Linked DNA regions of Macaca mulatta: region 2 is linked to region 1. Evidence: chromatin contacts called from public Hi-C data. All regions are on one chromosome and are shown on one strand. Each heading gives the region's core, a stretch centred on a gene start, on an enhancer-like site or on the middle of the called end of the contact. The rest is flanking DNA. Distances are from core to core; before and after follow the strand shown.

Region 1 (7,498 bases), core at 2,121-4,620:
GCATTTTCTATGAATTGCTTTGTGCAGTTCACACATGGGTTCATTCACCCTGCAGGCTGTGAACTTCCTTATCCTGTAGTCTGTAGGTACTTAGGTTTCAGCAATTACGTGACCCAAAAGACTAAAGGAGAAGGACTTGTTTAAATTAGTCCCTCTCAAAAATTGTTTCCAATTTTATGACAAACAGATTTCATATGCTTGTGGGTTAAATTTTAAAGTAATTATGAAGCCATTTACTCTAACATAAACGAATGAAATGTAATTAAGAACCACACTTAAGTCCTTAATTTTAATGAATGGTATTTTTCATTTATATACAAAGGAATTTAATAGCCAGCAGCATTTAAATATAGAAATAGTCCCATCTCTTCTCTATTCCCTTTTATAAAGTGCCATTTTAACTGGGTAGATTTACTACCCAGATTTTCAGTAACTACAGGATAGGTATCTAATTGTCAAGAAAAGGTTGGAAAATTAAGTTTAGCATTTTAAACATTTATAAAACATTGCTACAAGTCATAGAGACTACCAATGTAGTAAAATAAAAAGTGTACCTTACGTGAGGATCATTACGTTGGTTTAATAATTACTTCACAGAAACATGGGCTCATGAGCCAATTTGTGCTAATTATTTAAACCAGAAACAGTTTCTGTAGGTAATTCAGCTCTAAGCACCATTAAACAGGGTTATGCCAAGTAGAACAATGGTTATATGATCCTCAGAATAAACACCCCAGCAAATGCAAACTTTTAGAATAGTAACACAAGTTAGTGAGAATCCAAAGGAGAGGCAACATTTTATTTAAAACTATCATAGGCTGCTAAGTGCCCTCTTTAAATAAAATTTTGTGTAGTTATTAATGTACCTTAACACTGGTGTACCTTAATAGTGGTGTTAGAGATAGCTGGAAACCATACTACAGAAGTGAATGTTGCCTGTTTCTTTTGTTCAGTGATTAAAACTGAAATTGCTTTTACAAAAATAATTTAACTGCTACTTACAATACACATAAAATACCAAGAGGATTCCCATTTATTCACATTATTACCTAATTAGTATTTTTGCATTTCAACTTTGATCTGACCTTCAGTAGTACCTTAAAATGCAAATGCAATTAGTAAAAAATGGGGCAGCCTGTCGTTTTCACACTCAGAAATACTACCAGTTTCATTACAATTTGCATTTTTTTGTTGCTCTTGAAAGAGTAACCCCTTATAAAATCAGATACATAAAAAGTGCACTCACTATTCCTTACTTTGCAGACATCCAGGAATGGTTAAAGCAAAGGAACTCTCATTCATTCATTCTGTTCCCCCAATTTAGATACATTTCTAGTCTCCAGAAATGGGCTCCAGGGCAGGGAAGTGGAGGGCAGAAAAGAGGCACAGGTCAAGGTATGATGAATCTCTTAAAAAGAAATCCACTTTCCCCAGAAGGCTAACCTGAAGGGAACTCCGCCCCATCCATTCCAGTCCCTCAAGTAAGAATGCATAATTTAGCTTGTCCTTCTGGTCTCATTTCCTTACAACACCTAGTATTCAATTTCCTAAGACAAATAACCCTTAGCATTTTCTAAAAGAAATAATTTTTACCCAAATACATTGGACTTTGGTCTCAATCTGAAGGAAGACGAGTGGCCTTTAACAGACCGTTCCTCCTCCACTTCCTCCTCCCCGCCACCCTCCAGTGGCTGTTCTGGGTCCCTGAAAGAGGGTGTGGTGTGGACAATCTGGGTTCTGAAGCGGATTTTGTTGAGTCTGGGTTTTATACGTCCACTAGAGCTGCCAGAGGCTTTGCGCCCTGGATCCTTGGCTTTGCCTCCGACCCACCCCTCAGCCAAGTGGTGATGTTGGTGATGGTGATGGTAGTGATGGTCTCCTCCATCATCTAGGACGTGTGAGAGTTTGTAGGTGATGAGATGCGAGGGAAGCACCTTTGAAAGCCTCCAGCGCCCACCGCTGCTACCCGCGGCGCTTTCCCCGTCACCCTCGTCCAGGGCTCCCACCAGGTTCTTGATCTCCTCAGCGATGCTCTGACTCAGGTACTGGGAGGCCTTTTTCCCACTGTAGTCCCTGATGTCCACATCGGCGTCGTAGGCCCCTACCAGCAGCTTCACGACCTCCACGTGCCCGTGCATGGCCGCCAAGTGCAGGGCGGTGTAACCCCCGCTCGTCCTGGCGTTGATGTTCACCGGCAGCTGGTGTTTGTTGGCGAAGTTGACTAGCATGGCCAGAAGCTCCTGCCTTCCGTGCTTGGCGGCCCAATGCAGGCAAGTGAAGCCGGTAATGAAGTCCCGCTTGACCAGCAGGCCGGGCTCGCAGGTGAGCAAGCCCTCCAGGCTGTCCCACTTGCCATCGGAGGCAGAGAGCATCCAGGCGTGCTCCAGGGGATCTAACGTCACGGAGCCTCCGCCGCTGCTCTCCTCCTCCGCGGACGACGAGGCCACCGATGCGCTGTCTGAGTCGCCACCGCCTCTGCCGCGTCCTCCCCCGGAGGAGCTGCCCGGGCTGCTGCCTCCGGGACACACGCTCCTCTTCAGCTGCGGGGAACTGCCCATCACCAGGTCGCGGAAGTTCTGGCGGGCCGGCCTCTGTGCGGTGGCCCCCCCAAGGGAGCTGCTCCTGTCCGCCTCCTCGCAGCCATGGGGCGGGGGTTCCAGGTCCTCACTGGGTCCCGGGGCCGGAGTCCGGGGCAGGGGCTGCACTTCGCGCCGCGAGTTCTTCCTGCGAGCCCCGGCGCTCAGGGGCGGCCCGTGAGCGGCAACGTAGGGCTCTCCCTCGCCCAGCTCGCGGCCCTGTCCAGGGAGCGCCTCCGGGGCCGCTGCGTCGGGGAGCCGATCGCGCACCTCGGGCCCGGCCGGGCAGTCGGGGGCCTCGGGCTCGGCGGTCACCTGGATTCGCGGCGGGTCCCCGGAGGGCTCGGACGGCCCCTCACAGAACCTCTTCTTGAGGTGCACGTACTTGGCGCCGTCGGCGGGATCGACGCGCACCGTGGCCACGGCGTTCACCAGCTCCTTGAAGTGCGCGCGGGCGCGGGCGCGCTGCTCGGGTTCGCCGCCCAGTGCGCCCCTAAAGTGCTGCACCAGCTCGGCATGGAGGGCCCGGCCCCCGCGCTCCGCCAGGAAGCGCAGCACCGCCTCGGGGCCCAGCACTGCCTCGGGGCCCCACTCTGCCGACCCCTCCATCCTAGACCGCGCTGCTCCCCCGCCAGCGGGCGGCTCAGCGCGGTCCCATCGCGGCGGGCTCCCAGCGGCCGTCTCCCGACGACGGCGGAGTCTGGCGGGCTCAGCGGGCTGCCAGCCTAGGCGTCACAGGCCGGAGAACTCGGCCACCGCCTCACTGGGCCGCGCCCGGGGGGACACGCCCCCCGCATCCCCGCCCCGCGCCCACGACAACAGGCCACGCCCACTTCCGCTCCCCGCTGTATCAGCCACACCCACCTAGGGCGGCCTTGCCTCAGGGCCCGCCCACTTCCGGCCTCGCGTGGGCCGCAATCACTGTTCCGCAGTTCCCGCCTGCATTCTTCGCGCCCTCTTCCTGGAGTCCCGGCTCTCCTTCAGCCCGCCCCAACACTGACACTCAGTCCTCAGTCGTCGAGGGCAGCTCCCGCGAGGGGCTCGTTTGGCGAACTCAAAACGCTCAGCGCGCACCACAGGGCGTCCGCCCCGACCCCGCCCCCCGTCCACCGTCCCCGGAGGCCTCCAGCTCGGCCCCGCCCCTGTCCCTTCCCTGTGGCGGAGCCGCTTCGCCTCGCGCCCCGCCCGTTACTGCAGCGCTCCCGCCTTCCCGCCGCCGTTGTCGGGACCAGCCGCTCGGGGCCGGGCTGATACAGCCGCTTCACCGCGCCCCTCCCCGCGACCATGGCCTCCTCCGAGGTGGCGCGGCACCTGGTGAGTCCCGCCGACGCCGGGGCCCCAGCCCCGAGCTCCTCGGCCCCCGCGGGACTTCCCGGACCGCGACCCCGGCCCGCTGGCCCCCTGGTCCGGCCCGGGATTGTGACCCGCGCCCCCTCGGGCCCCGCCCGCCCAGTCCTTCCCGGCTTCCGCGGCGGCCGGGCGCCTGGGGCGGGACAGGAGCCTGGGCGCGGCCGGACCCCGGCTCGCGGGGCACGGGGCGCGGTGCCAGCGTCGGGACGGTGGGGGAGTTCTTCTTGAACGACTTCCCGGTCTTTGCCAAAAGTTAAACCCACAGCGGTGATTGTGGGTCTCTCATGGCTGTAACGGTGTTGAGGGCGGTGTGCGGACTGGTTGAATAGCGGTCATCTTTCACAGCCGTGAGCACTTCCCAGCCTCCCTGCCCCCGGGAGAAAGCCCGGCTTCCCTGGCTTTTCAAAAGCTTTCGCGTTTTACCCAATGGTGTGGTCGTCCAAGTTTTCCTCCGAACCGTTTTTTTTCCCGCCTTGACTCTTTTGTACTCTAAAAGAACGCGTTTGTTCATTGTTTTGAACCTTTCCAGTTACTTTTGTATATTTATTTCGCTTGCTAGTAAGCCAGCGGTTTTCAAAGTGTCGTTACAACTATTTTCATAATAGTACCAAGGACCTGTACATCGAGTTTTCCAAAGGCTACATGATATGGAATGATACCACCGTTTGGAGGGCCGATGTCTGTGTATTCTTTTTTTTTTTGAGACGGAGTCTCGCTCTGTCGCCCAGGCTGGAGTGCAGTGGCTGGATCTCAGCTCACTGCAAGCTCCGGTCTGTGTATTCTTAAAAACAAATTCTCCCTTTTAATTTCTGATAGTAAACATTAGTGGTTTTAATCTATGTAAACAAAAGCTCTTTGGAGGCTGGAGACCAAAAAGTTTGAGAACTACTCTCCTAAGCAGCCTCCTACATGAGAAGTTTAAATTGTAGAAAGAGTTCAGATTGTAGGCTGAGAGATTAGAGGATCCGTCCAAAGTGACACCGTTGGTTTGTTTTATAGAACCTGGACAAAGATTTTTCTCCCCGATTCAGCCCAGGTCTCTTTTCATTCTATCGCGTATTTTTAAAAATCTCAAATTTTCTGTTTGGACCCCCCTTGTCTCAGTTGCTGTGTTTGTGCGCATGTGTGAGTGAGGGAGAATTGAGGGGTCCTGGTGAGGAAAATGTGTTTTATAAACTCTTTGATTCGTAGAGTACGTATCCAGACACGCTTGAGCAGAAGGGAGCACTTCATTTAGCTGATGTTAGATTTCTTTTTAATTGTACTTAATTTGCTTTGAGACTAACTTATTTTCGAATTAAACTTTATTTTGCATTAATTGTAGATTCGTATGCAGTTGTAAGAAATAATGCAGTATAGAGAGAACCCTTTACCCAGCTTTCCACAGTAATATCTGGCAAACCCATAGTATGATATCACAACCAAGATATTGTCATTGATTGCTACGGTGAAGATAAAGGATGTTCCCAGGACCAGGAGGATCCCATAGTGCCTTTTTATAACCACACTCACTTCTTTCCTGCCCTGCCTCCTCCTTAACCCCAGACAATCAGTGTGATTCGTTTTTGTTCCTATAGTTTTGTCATTCCAAGACTTATATAATGGAATCACCCAGTTAGTAACCTTTTGAGGTTGGATTTTTTTTACTCAGCAAAGTTCTGGAGATTCATCCAGGTTGTTGCATGTGTCTGTAGTTTGCTGACGTCGTATTCCATGGTATGATTGTGCCACAGTTTGAAGGACATCTAGGTTGTTTTCAGTTTTTGGCTCTTGGGAATAAAGCTGCTATAAACATTCATGTACAGTAACTCATAATGTAAGCATAAGTCTTCAGTTCTCTGGGATAGATGCCCAGGAATACAATTGTTGGGTCATATGGTAATTGCATGCTTAGTTTTATAAGGAACTGCCAAACTTTCTCAGAATGGCTGTATTATTTTCCATCCCCACCAGAAGAGTAGGAGAGGTCCAGTTTCTGCACATCCTCACCAGCATTTGGTGTTGTCCCTATTTTTAATTTAGCCATTCTTATAGGTGTATGGTGACACCTCATGGTGATTTTAACTTGCATTTCTCACATTGTCACCCAGGCTAGAGTGCTGTGGTGCCAACATGGCTCACTTCAACCTCAGCCTCGACCTCCTGGGCTCAAGCGATCCTCCTGCCTCAGCCACCCCAAGTAGCTAGGACTATAGGTGTGCACCACCACACCCGGCTAATTTTTGTATTTTTTGTAGAGGCAGGGGTGTGACCATGTTGCCCTGGCTGGTCTCAAACTCCTGGGCTCAAGTGATTGTCCCATCTCAGCCTCCCAACATGTTGCCTATTTTCTAGTTAGATTTTTTTTTTTCTGTTGGGTTTAAAGTTTTTCAGGCATACTAAATTCCAGTCCTTTCTCAGATATGTCATCTGCAAATGTTTTCTCTCAGTCTGTAGTTTATCTTTTCATCTTCTAATAGGGTATTTTGCAAAGCAAAATTTTTAAATGTTGTTGAAATTTGTCATTTTTTCCTTTTATGGACTGTGCTTTTGGTGTCAAGTTTAAGAACTCTTTGCCTAACCTTAGATCCCAAAGATTTTCTCGTATTTTTTTCCTAAAAGTTTTATAGTTTATATTTCATATTTATGTTATGACCCATTTTGAGTTAATTTTTCTGTTAGGTGTCAGACTTAAGTTGAGGGCCATTTTTTGGCCTATGGATGTCCAGTTGCTCCAGCACCGTTTGTTGAATAGACTCGCTTTCAATTACTGAATTGTTGATGCACTTTTGTCAAAAGTGAGTTGAGCATATTTGTGTGGGTCTATTTCAGTCTGTTTCTGGGTTCTCCATTAGCACACAGTCTTGATTCCTGTAGCTGTGTACATCTGAAATAAGGTAGACTGATTTCTCCCACTTGATTCCCCTCTCCCCCAGATTTTTAGGTACTCTAGTTCTGTGCCTTTTTGTGTAAGTTTTAGAATCATCTTATCTATATTTACAAATAATTTTGCTGGGATTTTGAGAGGAATTACATTAAATGTTTATATCAATTTAGGGAGAATTGATAGCTTTACTGTGTTGAATTTTCTAAATCATGTACACAGTATTTCTCTTCATTTCTCGCTCTCGTTTTTTTGGAGACGGAGTGTTGCTCTGTCACCCAGGCTGGAGTTCAATAGCGTGATCTCAGCTTACTGCAACCTCCACCTCCTGGTTCAAACGATTCTCATACCCCAGCCTCCCGAGTAGCTGGGATTACAGGCATGCGCCACCACACCTGGCTAATTTTTTGTAATTTTAGTAGACACGGGGTTTCTCCATGTTGATCAAGCTGGTCTTGAACTCCCAACCTCAGGTGATCCACCTGTCTCAATCTCCCAAAGTGTTGGGGTTACAGGCATGAGCCACCGTGCCCAGCCCAGACCTTTTATTAGTAGAAGAGGATATTACAACTCAGGGAAGTAGCTGGGCACAGTCGCTCACACCTGTAATCCCAGCACTTTGGGAGACCCAAACAGACGGATCATGAGGTCAAGAGATCAAGACCTCGTGACCTCATGGTGAAACCCCGTCTCTACTAAAAATACAGCA
Region 2 (7,498 bases), core at 2,646-5,145, 140 kb before region 1:
ATATCTCTTCATCTGGTTATCTGCATCCTTTAAAATACACTTCTTAGTACACCAGTAAATGTAAGTGTTTCTCCGAGTTCTGGGAGCCACTCTAACAAATTAATTGAACCCAAAGAGGGTGTTGTGGGAACCCCAACTTGAAGGCAATCAGAAGTTCCAGAGGCCTGGACTTGGGACCAGTGGGTGAGGAGTAGGAGAGAATAGGCTTGGGGACTGAGTCCTTAACCTGTGGGATCTGGCACTATCTCCACGTAAGTAGTGTTAGAACGGAATTGGAGGACATTCAGCTGGTGTCTGCTGCTTGGTTGGCGGGGAAAATCCCCACACATCTGGTCACAGAAGTTCTCTTCTGTGTAGGTGATTGTTGAGATAGGAAAGTAGAGGAAAACATGGTTTGAGGAGAGAATTTTCCCCATGTGTATAAAGAAAAACTTTCACTGCTAAATTCTACCGAACTTTTAAAGAACTCACTCCAACTCTTCTCAAACTCTTCCGAAAAATTGAAAGGGAGGGAATTCCAAATTCATTTCAAAAAGCAAGTGTAAAGGCCAGGCACGGTGAGTCATGCCTGTAATCCCAGCACTGTGGGAGGCCGAGGAGGGTGGATCACGAGGTCAGGAGTTCAAGATCAGCCTGGCCAACAAAGTGAAACCCCGTCTCTACTAAAAATACAAAAATTAGCCGGACATGGTAGCAAGTGCCTGTAATCCCAGCTACTCGGGAGGCTGAGGCAGGAGAATCACTTGAATCCGGGAGGCAGAGGTTGCAGTGAACCGAGATTGCACCATTGACTCCATCTTAAAAAAAGAAAAAAAAAAAAAAAGCGAGTATAAACCAAAACAGTGTCTGAGACAGGTCTCAATCACTTTAGAAGTTTATTTTGCCAAGGTTGAAGATGTACCTAGGAAAAGAGACACAAGTCATGGTAGGATTTGGGGTCTACAGTTGTAAGACTATCAAAAAGTCTTAGAACTGATAAACAAATTCAGTAAAGTTGAGAATACAAAATCAACATACAAATATCAGTAACATTTCTATACACCAATAACAAATTTTCTGAAAAAGAAATCAAGAAAGCAATTTTATTTTAAAAGGCTACCAAAAAAAAAAAAAAAAAAAAAAAAAGCGTAGGAGTAAATTTAACCAAGGAGGTAAAAGACCTCTACAATGAAAACAATAAAAGACTGATGAAAAGAATTGAAGAGGACCTAAAAATGTAAAGACATGCAATGTTCATTGGTTGGGAGAATTAATATTGTTAAAATGACCACACTATTCCAAATGATCTACAGACTAATTGCAATCCCTATCAAAATATCAATTATATTCTTTGCAAAAATTAAAAAAAAAAATCCTAAAATTCATATGGAACCACAAAAGACTCTGACTAGCCAAAGCAAACCTGAGAAAAAGAACAAAGCTGGAGTCATCACACTACCTGACCTCAAAATATACCATAAAATTGTAACCAGAAAAGCACAGTACTGACATAAAAGCAGATACACAGACTACTGAAACAGAATAGAGAAACCAGAAATAAATACACGTATCTACAGCCAACTGATTTTCAACCAAGACATCATGAATATACATTGGCAAAAGGACAGCCTCTTCAATAAATGGTACTGAGAAGGCCAGGCATGGTGGCTCACGCCTGTAATCCCAGCACTTTGGGAGGCCGAGGCAGGTGGATCACCTGAGGTCGGGAGTTCGAGACCAGCCTGACAAACAGGGAGAGACCCTGTCTCTACTAAAAATACAAAATTAGCCGGGTGTGGTGGTGCATGCCTGTAGTCCCAGCTACTCAGGAGGCTGAGGCAGGAGAATGGCTTGAACCCAGGAGGCAGAGGTTGCGGTGAGCTGAGATTGCACCGTTGCACTACAGCTTGGGCAACAAGAGCAAAACTCCATCTCAAAATAAATAAATAAACAATAAATAAATTGTACTGAGAAAACTGGATATCCATATGCAGAAGAATAAAACTAGACTCCTATCTCTCACCATATACAAAAATAAAATGGATTACAGACTTAAATGCAAGATCCAAAACTACAAAACTACTAGAAGAAAGCCTAAGGAAAATGCTTAGGTCATTGAGCTGGACAAAGATTTCATGAATGAGACCACAAAAGCACAGGCAACAAAACAAAAATAGACAAATGGGATTATATCACACCAAAAAGCCTCTGCACAGCAAAGGAAACAATCAACAGAGTCAAGAGTCAACTTGCAGAATGGGAGGGACTATTTACAAACTACTCATTTGACAAGGGATTAATGTCCAGAATAAACAAAGAACTCAAACAACAGCAAATAAAACACAACAAATAACCCATTTTTTTTTTAATGGGCAAAAGATCTAAGTAGACATTTCTCAAAAGATCTACAAATGGCCAACAAGTATAAGAAAAAATGCTTAATATCACTAACCATCAGGGAAATGCAAATCTAAACTGCAATGAGATTTCATTTCACCCCAATCAGAATAGCTATTACCAAAAAGGCAAAAAATAACAAATACTGGAGAGGATGCAGATTGAAGGGAATGTTTTTACACTGTTGGTGGATATGTAAATTAGTACAGCCACTGTGGAACACAGTATGGAGGTCCCTCAAAAAACTAAAAATTAAGCTACCATATGATCTAGCAATCCCATCACTGGATATACATCCAAAGGAGAGAAAATCAGTATGTTAAAGAGATATCTGGCTTTCTGCCTCTGCTGATGCCATGATGCCTGTGAGAAAGCTTGTGGTGAACGGGGGCAAAAAAAAAAAAAAAAAAAAAAAAAAAAAGCAGGTTCTGAAGTTCACTCTTGGTTGCACCCACCCCGTAGAAGATGGAATCGTGGATGCTGCCAATTTTGAGCAGTTTTTGCAAGGAAGGATCAAAGTGAACTGAAAAGCTGGGAACCTTGGTGGAGGGGTGGTGACCGTCGAAACAAGAGCAAGATCACCGTGATATCCGAGGTGCCTTTTTCCAAAAGATATTTGAAATATCTCACCAAAACATATTTGAAGAAGAATAATCTTCATGATTGGTTGTGCACAGTTGCTAACAGCAAAAAGAGTTACAAATTACGTTGCTTCCAAATTAACCAGGACGAAGAAGAGGAGAAAGACGAGGATTGAATTTCATTTATCTGGAATATTTTGTGTGAGTTCTTGAATAAAACTTGGGAACCAAAATGGTGGTTTATCCTTGTATCTCTGCAGTGTTGACTGAACAGAAAATTGGAAATCATAGTCAAAGGGCTTCCTTGGGCCACCACTCGCTTATTTGTAACATGACTTCTTTTTTTTCTGCTTGAAAATTTCAATTCTTGTGGTAATACTAGAGTAGAAGGAGAGGGTGACTTGACGGAACTGATAGCCATTGGGCAGGCAGATGAAGGTGTGGAGGTGTGGGCTGAAGGGAGTGACCGTTTTATTTTTAAAAATATAACTGTCAATCGTTTCTGTTGCTTTTCCCAAAGAATGATTCAGGGATACAAGCGGGCTCCTCTCATTCATTAAAAGAAAACGTGACATCTTTCTAAGATTCTCTGTCTGGGAAAATGACAGTGTCAATAAAACGCGGGTTTCTGGGTCATTCGTCTTGCTTTGATTTTTTAGTACAAATTTCTCTTGACGCACACAATTACGTCTACTAATCTTCTTCCTAGAGAGAGAAACAGTGCTCCTTCAGCGTTGCTGCGTAGTCTGTCACTCTCCATAAAGGGGTTTGGGGAATCGATTGTAAAAGTCCCAGGTTCTCAATTAACTAAATGTGTACAAAAATGAATGTGTAAGCTGTTTCTGCAAGTCTTTGCAACAATTTGTCACTTTGGTCTCCAGCAGAGGGCGCTAGAGGACTAGTGCTTCCAGATGTGGCCTCTTGTGTGGGGCCTGAAGAAGTGGCTGGGAAGCCTCCCCCGCCAAGGAGTTGGGAGGTGCCTGGGAAACAGCTGACTCATGCAACTTAGGCCATGACTGCATTTAATGTCAGAAGTTACTCTGCAAACAGTGGTGTGCTGCAGTGCGTGCAGAGGCTAGAGAACCGCAGAAGGGGGCTACCAAGGCTGGGAAAAAAAGATGCAATTGCTGCCGTGAGTGACTTTGAAAGACCCCGATGCCTTGTGGTGCCCTTCTGAAATTCGAACAATAATGCAGAAGTGTGTGTTTAAGAATTTACAGTGTATGAAATTCATGTTTTTAAAAGAACTTGCCTACAGATGGTTTCCACACCTGAAATTGTGCTCTGCGAGTGGCATAGCTGGAAATTCAATGTTTAATCCTACCTTGGCTCCAATTCAACATTTGGTGCTCTGTGGACTGAGTTGAACATGTTAAGGCTTTGCAATTTCACTTGTGTTAAAGGTTCTAGCATTTTCCATTTCTATGCAAATTTCTTTGAAGCAGAATTGCTTGCATATTTTTTCTCTGCCTTCACCGAAGGCAGAGTTTCTTTCAAACTTCACTGAGGCATCAGTTGCTCTTGGGCAATGTCCCTTATCGTGATTATTAACTATAAGTTCGTAGCTTGAGTTCACAAATTTTACTTGTTTGTTGCATTGATTTTTCCATGTAGTAAGTAATTTTTAGTTTGATTGTGAAAAACCCCTGGGCTGAAGTTAGCATTTAAGTTTAAAAAAAAATTTTTTTAAACTAGTCCCAGATTTAAATACTAGTAATAAAATTGAAATTCACTGGTTTTTCTCTGCCTTTTTGAACTCTTGTAATCAAGTTTTGATCACATTTTCTATTAAAGTGGCTAACACATGGTTACTAAAAAAGAAAAAGAGGGAGAGAGAGATCTGCATTCCTGTGTTTATTGCCGCACTATGCATAACGGCCAAGATATGATATCAACCTAAGTGCTCACCAACACATTAATGGATAAATAAAATGTGGTCTATAACCAAAATAGAATACTATTCAGCCATAAAAAATAAAATTCTGTCATTTACAGCAACATGAATGAACCTAGAGGATTTTATGTTAACTGAAATAAGGCAGGCACAGAAAGATAAATACCACATGTTCTCACTTATATGTGGAAGATTTAAAAATTGAGCTCATAGAAGAGTACAATAGTGGTTATTAAAGGCTAGGAAAGGCAGGGAGGTGGGAAGAATAGGGGGAGTTAGTTAATGGACAAAAATATAATAGCTGGATAGGAGGAAAATGTTCTAATGCTCTATAACATTGTAGGGTGACTATAGTCAACAATAATTTATTGCATATTTTTAATAGCTAGAACAGAAGATTTTGCATGTTCCTACAACAAAGGAATCATAAATGTTTGAGGTGATGGATATGATTATTACCCTGATTTGAGCATCACACTTTGTATACATGTATCGAAATATCACACAATACCCCATAAACATGTGCAATTATTATGTGTCAATTAAAAATAAAAAAGAAAGAAAGAATCCATTGACCATATATATGAGACCTTTTTCTGACTCTCTATTCTATTTCATTGGATATGCCTGTCCTTATGCCAGTGCTGTTCTGTTTTAATTAATGTAGCTTTGAAGTAAGTTTTGAAATCAGAAAGTGTGAGTCTTCCAACCCTATTCTTCCTTATAAATATTGTTTTGGCAATTCAGGGTCACTTTCAATTCTACGTAAATTTGAGGATCAGCTTCCCCATTTGTGGGGGGAAAAAAGTCTGTGGAATTTTAGAAGATATTTTATTGAATTTGCTGATTACTTTCAGTAGTATTGACATCTTAACAGTGGTAAATCTTCCTATCCACGAACACAGAATATATTTTCAATTACTTTGATCTTTTAAATTTTTTTGTAGTTTTTATCTTTTATAGTTTTCAGAGTATCAATCTTTGACCTCTTCAGTTAGATTTATCTCTAAGTATTTAACTATTTCACATGCTATTGTAAATGGAATTTCTTAATTTCCTTCTGGTGTATAGAAAACAATTTGTTTTTGTGTGTTCATTTTGTACACTGCCACTTTGCTGAATTCATTTATTAGCTCTGAGCTTTCTTGTGGATTCTCTGGGGTTTTGTATACAAAGGATTATGTCATCTATAAATAGAAATAGTTTCACCTATTCCTTTACATTTGGATGACTTTTTTTTTTGAGATGGAGTCTCACTCTGTCACCCTGGCTGGAGTGCAATGGCACGATCTCAGCTTACTGGAAACTCCACCTCCCAGATTCAAGCAATTCTCCCGCCTCAGCCTCCTGAGTAGCTGGGATTACAGGCACCTGACATCATGCCAGGCTAATTTTTGCATTTTTTGTGGAGACAGAGTTTCGCCATATTGGTCAGGCTAGTCTTGAACTCCCGACCTCAGGTGATCCACCCACCTCGGCCTCCCAAAGTGCTGGGATTACCGGCATGAGACACCGCGCCCAGCTGACATTTTCTTTTTTTTTTTTTAAGTCAGGATCTGGCTCTATTGTCCAGGCTGGAGTGCAGTGGTGCTGTCTTGGCTCACTGCAACCTTGGTCTCTCGGGTTCAAGCAATCCTCCCACCTCAGCCTCCTGGGTAACTGGGACTACAGGTTCATGCCACCATGCTCAGTTTTGTTTTTTATTTTGTGTGTGTGTGTGTATTTTTTGTAGAGACAAGGCGTCACTATGTTGCTCAGGCTGGTCTCAAACTCCTGAGTTCAAAGGATTCACCCACCTTGGCCTCCCAAAGCGCTGGGATCACAGGCGGGAGCCACCACACCTTTTCTTGTCTGGCTAGAACTTTCAATTCAGTGTCAAATAGCAGTGGGAATCTTTTTGTTGTCCCCTGTCGTAAGGGGAACTCATTCAGTTTTTTTACCATTGAATATAATGTTAGCTGTAAGTTTTCCAGAAACACACTCTATCATGTTGAGAAATTTTTCCTCTGTTCCTAATTTGCTGAGAGTATTTATTATGAAAGGGTGTTATTTCCTCAAATGCTTTTTCCATGTCAATTGATATGATAATGTGATTTTTTTCTTTTGTTCAAATAATGTGATGTATTATGTTGATTGATTTTCTTCTGTTGAAACATCTTTGCATTCCATGGTAAAATTACATTCAATTGTGAATAATCCTTATAGTAGCTGATGGAGTCAGCTTTTGTTTGTTTGTTTGTTTCTCATTTGACCTAGATGGCCTACGAAACCTAGAGAAGGATCATGGCTTGTGATTTCTCTCCGGAGACAGCCATCTCTCTCTTCTCCTAACTCTAGAAAAGGACCTGCTCCTGCAGCGAGAGAGGCTTCTCCTTGGAGATCTGCGACGAGGTGGAGGACTCCTCCTGCGATAATCATCTTGAGGGCGACGACCCCGAGAGGGAGGTGGGCCACGATTTCTACTTCTTTTTTCACCATTCGACAGTTCCACTCCTACACAGCGACCATATGGTGTTCTTCCATCTAGCTCTCGGATCGCATCAGCTGCACCTCGGGGATCTTCAAATTCAACAAAAGCAAAGCCCGGAGGATTTCTAGCAACCCACACACTTCAGAGTGGTCTATGGTAGCCGAAAGCCCGTTCCAA

The links. Hi-C and Micro-C count contacts between places; a contact is called where the count stands out from the background.
Region 2: a Hi-C map of fetal cortex germinal zone shows a contact between it and region 1, with 2.0 times the contacts expected there. The contact joins the enhancer-like site here to the promoter of SOWAHC in region 1. A contact is called at or near these places in 2 of 14 Hi-C or Micro-C datasets (fetal cortex germinal zone and liver).

Annotation. Positions count from the first base shown.
Region 1 is chr13:20,200,696-20,208,193 of T2T-MMU8v2.0, reverse strand. It overlaps SOWAHC (sosondowah ankyrin repeat domain family member C), which reads right to left and starts at 3,370. Exons shown (of 1, transcript XM_015113115.3): 1 at 1-3,370. The coding sequence starts at 3,185. The coding sequence ends at 1,590. It overlaps SEPTIN10 (septin 10), which reads left to right and starts at 3,520. Exons shown (of 12, transcript XM_077960249.1): 1 at 3,520-3,890.
Region 2 is chr13:20,344,463-20,351,960 of T2T-MMU8v2.0, reverse strand. It overlaps the pseudogene LOC106993128 and the pseudogene LOC697036. Among named protein-coding and RNA genes, the nearest start is that of SOWAHC, 140 kb to the right of the region's middle. Within about 2 kb of position 3,895, at least 9 of the 40 cell types and tissues checked have an H3K27ac peak or open chromatin away from gene starts, as enhancers often do. A contact at or near this core is called in fetal cortex germinal zone, where this site is marked.